Regions from separate parts of the Hordeum vulgare genome. Here region 1 is linked to region 2. Evidence: chromatin contacts called from public Hi-C data. All regions are on one chromosome and are shown on one strand. The core of a region is the stretch at or near the end of the contact, and the rest is flanking DNA. Distances in the headings are between cores, read along the strand shown. Region 1 holds the start of LOC123395457 (ferrochelatase-2, chloroplastic). Region 2 holds the start of LOC123399801 (bifunctional aspartokinase/homoserine dehydrogenase 2, chloroplastic).

What was found. Hi-C and Micro-C count contacts between places; a contact is called where the count stands out from the background.
Region 1: a Hi-C map of leaf shows a contact between it and region 2, with 2.9 times the contacts expected there. The contact joins the promoter of LOC123395457 here to the promoter of LOC123399801 in region 2. A contact is called at or near these places in 2 of 6 Hi-C or Micro-C datasets (leaf and seedling).

What each region holds. Positions count from the first base shown.
Region 1 is chr5H:379,441,500-379,446,498 of MorexV3_pseudomolecules_assembly, reverse strand. It overlaps LOC123395457 (ferrochelatase-2, chloroplastic), which reads right to left and starts at 1,359. Exons shown (of 9, transcript XM_045090460.1): 1 at 1,146-1,359; 2 at 1-283. The coding sequence starts at 1,219.
Region 2 is chr5H:378,743,283-378,748,014 of MorexV3_pseudomolecules_assembly, reverse strand. LOC123399801 (bifunctional aspartokinase/homoserine dehydrogenase 2, chloroplastic) reads left to right here and starts at 3,049. Exons shown (of 19, transcript XM_045094183.1): 1 at 3,049-3,246; 2 at 4,459-4,521. The coding sequence starts at 3,167.

The DNA of each region.
Region 1 (4,999 bases), core at 110-2,609, 700 kb before region 2:
TGGACCACCAAGATTTAATAAGAGCACTCCAACCTTTTCTTCGACGGCATGTGAAGATACACCTTTGACATCTTCATCGAAAGTAGTACATACATCGGTAGAGGTGGATCTCACAGAAAGATGGTGCTGATGTTTAAGTACTGGACTTCTGTGAACCAAACCAGAGGTTCCCCTTGCTTTTCCACTTGCTGACAACAGCAAGGGTTTAGCCTTCCCATGCAAGTTCTGCTCACATTTGGTAGAACCAGCAAGGTTTGTAGAACATCTGACTTTACCACATGACCTGTCAACGGGTAGCACATTTAACACAATAAGATAAAAAAAAAACAAAGGTTACACTGTATTTCTCCAGGAGAAATGTCATGTGAGTATAAACTTCAGCACATCTCAAAATGCAATCAGAACCTAGATCGATCTTTCAACATTATGCCAAATTTATTGTGAATTCAATTTAAACTATCTACTGACGGCAGATTTCCTTAAGCAATATTAATCACTAATTGATCAAATATATCTCAGAAATCATGTCTTATAAACTCATGAATCTCTGTGTTGTACACCGATCAACAGGGCAGTGCATATTTTCAGGATTAATCAACTTTCTTACAGACCATTAGCACTCTGAGCATTCTTACCAACCATTTGATCCATAAACCTGTCTCTACGTTCCGTCACCTCTAATAAGACAGTTTGATTTTGGTATGTACAAACAAACATTAATATTACTCCATCATGTGTTGGAACTGTGCTACTCCACGGATGTTCAGAAATGAAAAAACTGCTCCCTCACAGGTTTCAGGAGCCCCAAACAATTAATTGATTCCAGGATTCGCTATAAGATCCCCACTCAAGAAAAAGAAGAACATTGTAGCAAGTGCACATTTTTTTTATATATTGAGTTTAGTTTTGACTCAACGGTCGCACACCAGAGGCAATCGGATTTTGGTGCCAGATCACAACTGAACCATCACAAAATTCCAGTGACTGCGACAGCACCATAACAAAAACCGAAACCCCCAACGGAAATCTAGTTCGTACCAGCGGCGGCACACCGTCCATCCAGATCAGCGATCACAGATTACGAAAACGAAGCGAAACAAACCCACAAACAAACACATGAACGGCGAAAAGCGAAGGGCACTCACGTCGTGGAGCCGCTCTTCCCCAAGAAATTTCCGGAGCGCCCCAGATCAAGAGCCCCCGAGCGGACGCACTCCATGGAGGACAAAGCGGGGCTGGTCGCGGAGGACGGAGGAGATCTGCGGCGGGTTGTGACTCTGGCGTCTTCTTCCCCTCTCTCCTCTCCCTTTCTGGAATCAATGTTTCTTCGCTTCTCTGTCTGGGTCAAATACGGCAGCGAATCGGCAACTACCCATTCCTTCGCTCACGTTCTTCCACGGAGGTCGTAGGGCCCACACGGAACTGAGCGCACCGGATCCCACCGCGCGCTAATCTTGGAGCAGGTTTCACTTACTCTTTTGTGAAACATTTTTTAACAAGAAAAAATCATGGAAATAAAAAAGAAGACACACATGAGGTCTGATGTTCCTGACTAAGATGGTAAGAGCAACTCCAACGGACGCGTTAGACTTGGCGCGCGTGAAAGAAAATGTGTTTTTCGCACGAGCACGGCCGGTGGGTGCGCTTCAGCACGCACGGGAAAGTTCGGCGCAATAAAAAAACTACGCGCGCGCGTCAAGCAAAGAATATCATTTGTAGCCATCTGAGCAAAGGTCGGTATGGCAGAGTGGGTGCTTTGAGAACTACAAAGCTCATCTAGGACAGGCTGTTCAAAGTCAACGAAAGAGTATCTACTCAAAGTGACTCACGGGTTGATGTTCTTCGCAATCTCTTCAACCGCTTCAAAAGACTCGATAATGAAAATTGTCAACAAACCTTCGATCGCCTCACTGATATCTCCAATGACCTACAGGCTCTTGGGGCCAATGACATCACCGACCATGAGGTGGTGAAGAAATTGGTGAGATCTCTTGGTCCTTCATTCGATACACTAGTTTTGATGATTCAAGAGTGTAGAGACTACAAGTTACTAGATCCTGCTGGTATTCTGGAGACTCAATACTCATGAATTCCAACTAGCTGAGAAAAGAGATCTCTATGGACCAAGCTATGAAAGATCTCGTGTGCTGAAGGCAAAGGTTGTTTCCTCATCTGAAGAAGAATCTGATTGCAGTCTTGGTGATCGTGAAGAACTTGGTCAGGACTTGCTATGCTTGAGAGGAAATTCCAGAAGTTCTCCAGACGAGGTTAGTTCGAAAAATCTTCAAGAAGAGATGTGGGAAAATCAGAATCTTCATCTGAGGACTACAAGAAAAGAACCTGCCATAAATGCAAGAAGTTTGGTCACTACATTGTTGATTGTCCTCGCTAGGTAAATGAATCGAAGAAGAAGAAGTACAAGGATGACAATTTTGATGACTTGAAGAAAAAGAAGAAATCTTCAAAGTCCTCATCATCAAAGTCCTCACCGCACAAGAAGAACGGTTTCATAAAGGCTCGGGCTCTTATTGGCAAGGAAATGGATTCTGGGAAAGAATCTGAGGAATGTGATGAAGAGGAAGGATCTGAGGAGGAGTCAGAGTCTGGTGTGGCAAGCCTAGCCCTTGCTACCACATTCGTCAGTAAGTCCATCTTCGATCTCGAATAAAATGACAACGTCAACCAAACTGATGACTGCGTGACGACTTTGCTCCCACCTATTGCTTCATGGCAAAAGGTGCCAAGGTACCCAAACACACTTCCTCTTCCGACTCAAGTGACTATGAACCTGATGATTATCAGAAACCCAGTTACTACAAGCTTGCCAATATTGTCACTAAGCAACAAAATGCCCTTGAAAAGCTTCAGAAACTGCTAGACAAAAGCGATGACTTGTTGAACGAGGAAATGGATCGGACTCAAACCCTGACTGATGATGTTCAAAGTCTTCGGTCTAAGTTTGATAGTCTTCAAGAACATCATGACATTCTCTTGGCTGATCATGAGAAACTTTCTTATGAATTTATTCAAAGAAAGTAAGATCTTGAGATTCGGAGTAAAAATGATTCTTTGCTCGCTCAACATATCAGTTCCGCTCACGAAGAATTCATTCAATCATGCATGAAATGCATCGAACGTGAATCTGCTAATTCTTAACCTGAAAGTCCCTAAGGTGGTTTTGATAATTGATCACTACATATGCATCATTGGACTAATGATCGTATCCAAGTATATTTCAGAAAATTTCAAAGATGCCTTCGCCATAGGATTGTGAGGAGAAACCCCTTGATGAAGGAAAGGAATAGGATTGGCTCAAGCTTCAAGCAAGAAGACTCTACATTTTACATTTGTGAGAAATCACTTTTGAGTCCATAGGAAAGCCAATACTATTAAAAGAGGGTGAGGTATTATGATGAATTTGTTGCTCAAGTGCTTAGAGATAGCCACCAAAAATATTCACTCATTCTCCCACAAAATATCTCTCTCCAAAGCCAAACCAGCAAAATCGATGCCACCAACTTTTTCCACTTGGCCCTACCGATTTTCCACCTAGACATATCATATGCCAAACCCTATCATCTTTGTACCACCAACTTTCATATCGGTTCCATTGAGATCATGGACATCCTTTTTGTTGAGAAAATTCCAAGAAAATTTCTGAGATTGGAATCGGTCTCACAAAGATTTGGAAACTGCTCTAGGTCATCGTATTGGTACCACCGAGATTTATATATTAGTCTCACCAAGAATTCAAAAGTTGCCACATTTAGTGCAACTCGGTCCCACCGAGATTCATTTCGGTGTCACCGAGTTGGGCAATAATGTTGTAACGGTTGGATTTTGGGGGATGCCTATATATACCCCTCCACCTCCTCTTATTCATAGAGGAAGCACTCAAAACACACTTACACTTGCCAGATCCATTTTTCTAAGAGAGAGTCACCTACTCACGTGTTGTGATCAAGAGATTCCAATCCAACCATTTGAAACTTGATCCCCAGCCTCCCCAAGTTACTTACCACAAAATCAATCTCTCCTACCCATGCCAAATTTGTGAGAGAGTGATTGAGTGTTGATGAGATTATCTTTTGAAGTGTCGCTTTGGAGCCTCCTCGTGTTGTGGAGTTGCACCAAGAAGTTCGTAAGGGCAAGGAGACCGCCTACTTCATGAAGTACTACCGTGAGTGAGGCTAATCCTCTATTGACGTAAGCCATGGTGAAATAGACAAGGCTACTTCTTTGTGGACCCCTTGTGGGTGGAGCCCTCTGTGGACTCTCGCAGCCGTTACCCTCCGTGGGTTGAAGTCTCCACTAAGGTGGACGTACGATAGCACCACCTATCGGAACCACGTCAAAGATTTTCGTGTCAACCTTTTTCGTTTGATCTTCCTACCTTACCCTCTACATTACATTTTCATGTATTGACTTTTCGCTGCTATACTCTTAGATATGCATGTGTAGGGTGAACTTGACTAGTCACAATCGCTAAAACTGGCCCATAACTAAAATTGGGAAAAGGCTAAGTTTTTATCTTGTCAAGTAGTCTAATCACCCCCCTCTAGATATACTTCAATCCTACAAGTGGTATCGGAGCTTTGGTCTCCATTGCATTGGTTTCACAACCTAGGAGAGCATGGCATCTAGTGAGGAAAATTATCACCGTAGAGGTCCATATTTTGATGGTACAAACTTTGCTAGTTGGAAGCATAAGATGAGAATGCATATTCTTGGTCATAATCCTGTCGTTTGGGATGTTGTTCGTGTTGGTGTGCAAGGTGATTTCTTCAGAGAAGGAAGATGTAACGCCCCGGACATACCCGCCGGCGGTCGTTACTCCTGGTGGGATCTAGACTGGCCCCACATTTCAATACTAGTCTTTTCTGCGCACTTTGTCCTCACTGATGCGCACCCGGGATCAACTTCTCGGTCGGTCACCCATCCTAGAACTACTCCAAGCCGAGCACGCTTAACCTGTGAGTTCTATTTGAATGGGCTCCCG
Region 2 (4,732 bases), core at 1,800-4,299:
CTGCTTGCCGTGGGGTGGCGGGTTGCTCCAGGCAGGCGCACGAGTGAGCACGGCGACACGAGCATCATGGTTGCCATGGGCGAGGACGTGTCGTACCGCTCCTATCGTGACTAGGACCATGCCATCCGCTGCCAATGTTAGCGGAACCGTGCCCGTCCGGTGAAAAAAGAACTTGCTTCGCGGAGATCAACGACACGGTGGCCAACATGTACGCGCTTGCCGCCATCAAAGAGGAAAAGTAGAACATGTGAGGACGTCGCAACTTGGGTCCCACGATGGCCACCGCTGCGACATCGCCGACGTGCACGACCGGAGACTTGCCCAGGCACCCTTCCTTCTAGCAGAAGCATATCGCTCCGGTGCCACTCGATGAGCGGTTCTTTGCGCTGAAGCATATACCTTTGGTGCTCACGGCAGTCCGATGAGCAGGGTGTTGGACATGGGGAAGGTAAAGAAGTTTCATCGCGGTTGGCCATAGACTAGTTTAGGATATCCATGACGTGGGAATGTATATCCACTGATGATGGTGATAGACTAGTATTGCCTTAGTACGATATATTTTATAGTTAAAATATGACCGAAATGTAAATGTCCTCGTCTGGTTTATATGAATATAATCTGGTTTGAATGAAGTTCGTCCGGTTTTCAAATAATGAATGAAATACTCCATTTGTTTTTAAATATAAGTCTTTATAGAGATTCCAATAGAGACTACACACGGAGCAAATAGAGCGGATCTATACTCCAAAATATGTCTATATTCATCCGTAGTAGTTCTTACTAAAATCTCTACAAAAATTTATACTAACGGGGGAGTATATGTGAGCAACATTGGATAGCCACCTCAGTATTGGTCTCCCTATTCGCAAACCGAGGGGGCGCCAGTTTGCATCTTAGCGTGTTTGAGATGCCATAAGAGCATCTCCAGTCGCGGCCCCAACAGGCCCCCAGGACTCTTTTTTGTCGCCGGTTCTAAAAAATCCACCCACTCGCGCCTCCAGGACCTTGTTTTTTGCCGGTTTTGGTCGAAATTGGCGCTGGCGAACCGAGGCCGAACCCATCACGCGGTGGCATCTGGGGGCGCTGGGGGAAAGAAATTAGGCGCGAAAACAAATCGCGCCAAATTCCTTCTGCGCCGAGAACGTCCGCCCTCCTCGTCGCCTTGACTCCCGCGCCGATTCAATGCGTCAGATTCCAAGGTATGGCGGCGCAGTGATGGCACGCCGCCGCGCGTCACGCCCTTTCCCACCACGCGTGCATACCGTTCCCGCCCCTTCCCCACTATAAAAGCCGCGCGTAGCTGCCGCTCGCCGCACACTCCGTCCTCCATCCTCTTTTCCCGTCTCTCTCGCCTTCGCCATCGGAAACTTTCCCCAGTCCATGGCGGAGAGGTTCCCCGGTGACAGAGTGGCTGCAAACGACTTCGACCGCCGGATGTTGCATGAGTGGGAGACGCACGCCCTCCGCGAGGCCAACTACCCGGCGCTGCCACACATGGGCGTGCCGGGCGCTTGGAGATTGAGCGGCGGAGGCGTCCCCATGCCCCTCCACCATCCGTTGTGGAACGCCGCGGTGAGGTCACGCGCATCCGGGCGTCCTTGCTGGAGCATGCGCGGCAGGAAGAAAGATACGCCACCGACAACTTTCCTTTATGGACGACGTACTTCGAGCGCCGCCACACCGGCCAACTTGCCTCCACCAACGGATTTCTGGCGCCAAGGGGGCACCACAACTCTAACGTCCGCCGTCGGTGGTGAGGCGTCCCCGAGCGCACGCTCCACGCCGTCCTCGAGCACATCAAGGGCAGCAACGAGCCGCTGTTGAAGTACCCGGCGCCATCGTTCTCGCGTCGCAGCAGGAGCTCGTGGTTGCTGAGGCGAATGACGGGGTCCTCCTCCCGCTCCTTCGGCACGTCGCCGCAGCTCGCCACCGTGAAGGCCGAGCCCCAAGAGACGTCAGAGCGCCGCCGCGGCCATGGTGGCAACCTCGTTATAAACTAGGGCCGCCGCCAACCTTCGCCTCCCTGTGGCCACCTTCGCCTGATCAGGCCGAAGAAGGAAAAGGAGATGACGCCGTCGCCGGTGGTCATCAAGCACGAGCATGTTGAGATGGCCGCCGACCTTGACATCGGCCTGAAGTGGTCGTGCAACGACTACGTTCGGGAGGAGATGGAGTGTCAGCGCCGCGCTTTTGAGAAGATCGCCGCACGACGTCGCAGTCACGAAGAGGGTGGCGTCATCATCCTCGACGACAGCGACGAGGAGGCGCCGGCGCAAATCGCCCCCGTCCGCAGCGATGATCCACATAAGGCTGTAGCAAGGACAACACGCATGATGGCGACGGCGGCGACATAGTTTTTTTAATGTTTTTATGTACTTTTTTAATTTGTACAAATTTAAATGAAATCGCCTAAGTTTCATTCAAAATCGAGTCAATTTCTTCGAATTTGATCCAAAAACATGCCTAGGCGTGCGCTTAAGCATGCATAGGCCCTAGGCGACAGCAGAACGCCTAGTGCTTAATCGTGCTAGGTGTGCACTTATGTGAGATAGGTGCTATGAAGAGGCATCTCCATAAGTCAGCCTGGGCATTCGGGTATTTTGGTTATTTCGGTTCGGGTAGTTCGGTTTATGGGTAATTCGGGTATTCAAAAATGAAAACCAAAATTATTTCTGTCAAAAAATTACCCGAACCCAAATTACCCAAAATTTTGGTTCGGGTACCCAAAATACCCAAAATATTCTGAGCATGCATCGACTTTTGATATGAATAACTCGGATAGTATGGGTATTTTTGATAATATGAGTATTTTAGTTAGTATGGGTAACAAGTTAGTGTAATAATAGCATGAAAATTTTGGACCTTGGGGGCGTGTGGGAACCCGAGCCCCTTCAAACCGATTTTAGTGCCGGTTTGCCCCCAAGCGACGGTATTTCATGCCCGGTGGGCGAACACTAAGAAAGAAAAATAAATCGTGAATTTTCTAAAAAAAACAAAAAGATCAGTGAATATTATATTTGCTTCGACAACGTGATAGCGGCGGCTTGCGCGCGGGGGGTTAAAGCAGGGTTTTTGGCGTCTAGCCTTTCCCCGTTGTAGCCTCCTCCCTCGCCACTCCGAGCCCCCTCTCCTCCCCGCCTTCCGCGCCGCCTCGCCCCGCCGCGAGATGCGGAGCCTCGCCGTCGCGAGCCCCGTCCCGACAGCCGCCGCCCATCGACGGAGGCTCCGGCCGTCCGCCTCCGGCAGGTTCGTGACCTCTCATCATTTCCTTGGCCGCTAGCGTCGATAGGGTCCTTCTGCGGCACGACTAGCTCCGACGGCGCTCCCCGATTCGACCACGTCGAGTGCTGGCGGCGATCTTATACGCTGATAATGTATTGACCGTGGGCGCGATTTTCCTGGGTTTCATTGGGGGGATATTGTTTAGATTGCCTAGTAAACGGGGCTTACGTGTTTGGTAGTATGACGATGCTCTGATGAGGCGCAGACATCAGGAATCTGTGCTATCTACGGCGTGGATAGACTTGCTTGATTTTATTGAACAGAAATGGACAGCATCTAAGCTTGTCAAAGATATTACTTCCTCTGTTTTGGGCAAGTGCATGGCTTCCTTTAACGCCTGCAGTCAAAACTGTTTTAACACCGAGTCACTGACCACCAATATACGAAAAATTATTATAACCTATATTGGTTGGGTGAAAATAGCATTATTAGTTTTGCCAGGAAAAATATTTTCATAGTACATATTTAGAATAATTGTTTACTAACATACAAATATAAAAAGTAAAAGAAAAAAATACAAATATAAAAAGGAACAGTCAAAGGTTTATGTTGGTAATGCGCCCATGTTTAAAATTTCACATATTTCTGAATGTCGGGGGTAATGATTTGCTAATGGAACTTGTTGAATAAGGGTATATCAATAGTCAAGTCAATCTAAGATGTGATTTGTGGGCATCGTACTAGTATGAACACAACAACCCATGTATACTCATACTCTTACACATGGTGTAATGATAGTCGTTAGGAGGTGGTCTTGACCTGGTCAGGATGTTTGTATCTTTTAAGCAAGGTCCGGAAGCATGAAATGGATAGTTCATTTGCTTGGAGTTTTCCAACAGAATTCGAAGTAATGAACATCGAGCTATGGATCAAGAAATGCCCATTTCATACCGTTTTCATCTTCACAGTCACAGTTTGAAACTTGTGCCCCATATACCAGTCTACTAAAGTTATAAAACAAATGGATTACTACTGATGCATTCTGCATCGACAACATGATTGTGAACTTCCAGTGGAGATAAGTTAGTTAATGTAGATTTTTGTTACCATGTTGTATCTTCTTAGATCTGACATTCTGCACCCCTATCACTATTTGTTTTATTTGGAAGTTTTCACTGCCGCTCTTTCAGTCCATCTCATGTTACACTGACGTTAAGCTGCTTGATAAATCTTCAGGGAAGTAATTTCACAATGTTTGAAGTGTGAGATAAATCAGGACCGACCTTTGGGAGCTCTAAGGTAGTGTTTTGTGCAGTGAATGTTGTTCTGACTTAATTAATTTCCTTTCAACTAGAAATGATCTGGCTTATATTTACCCAATACCCAAATTTTGAACGAATAATGATGCTGCTGTCATTTGACCATTTAATTGCTCCACCTGGTATTTCAAGCACCAGTTGCATGCTCAACCTTCCATTTCTTATCTTCTCAAAGTCGCCGACTACATTGT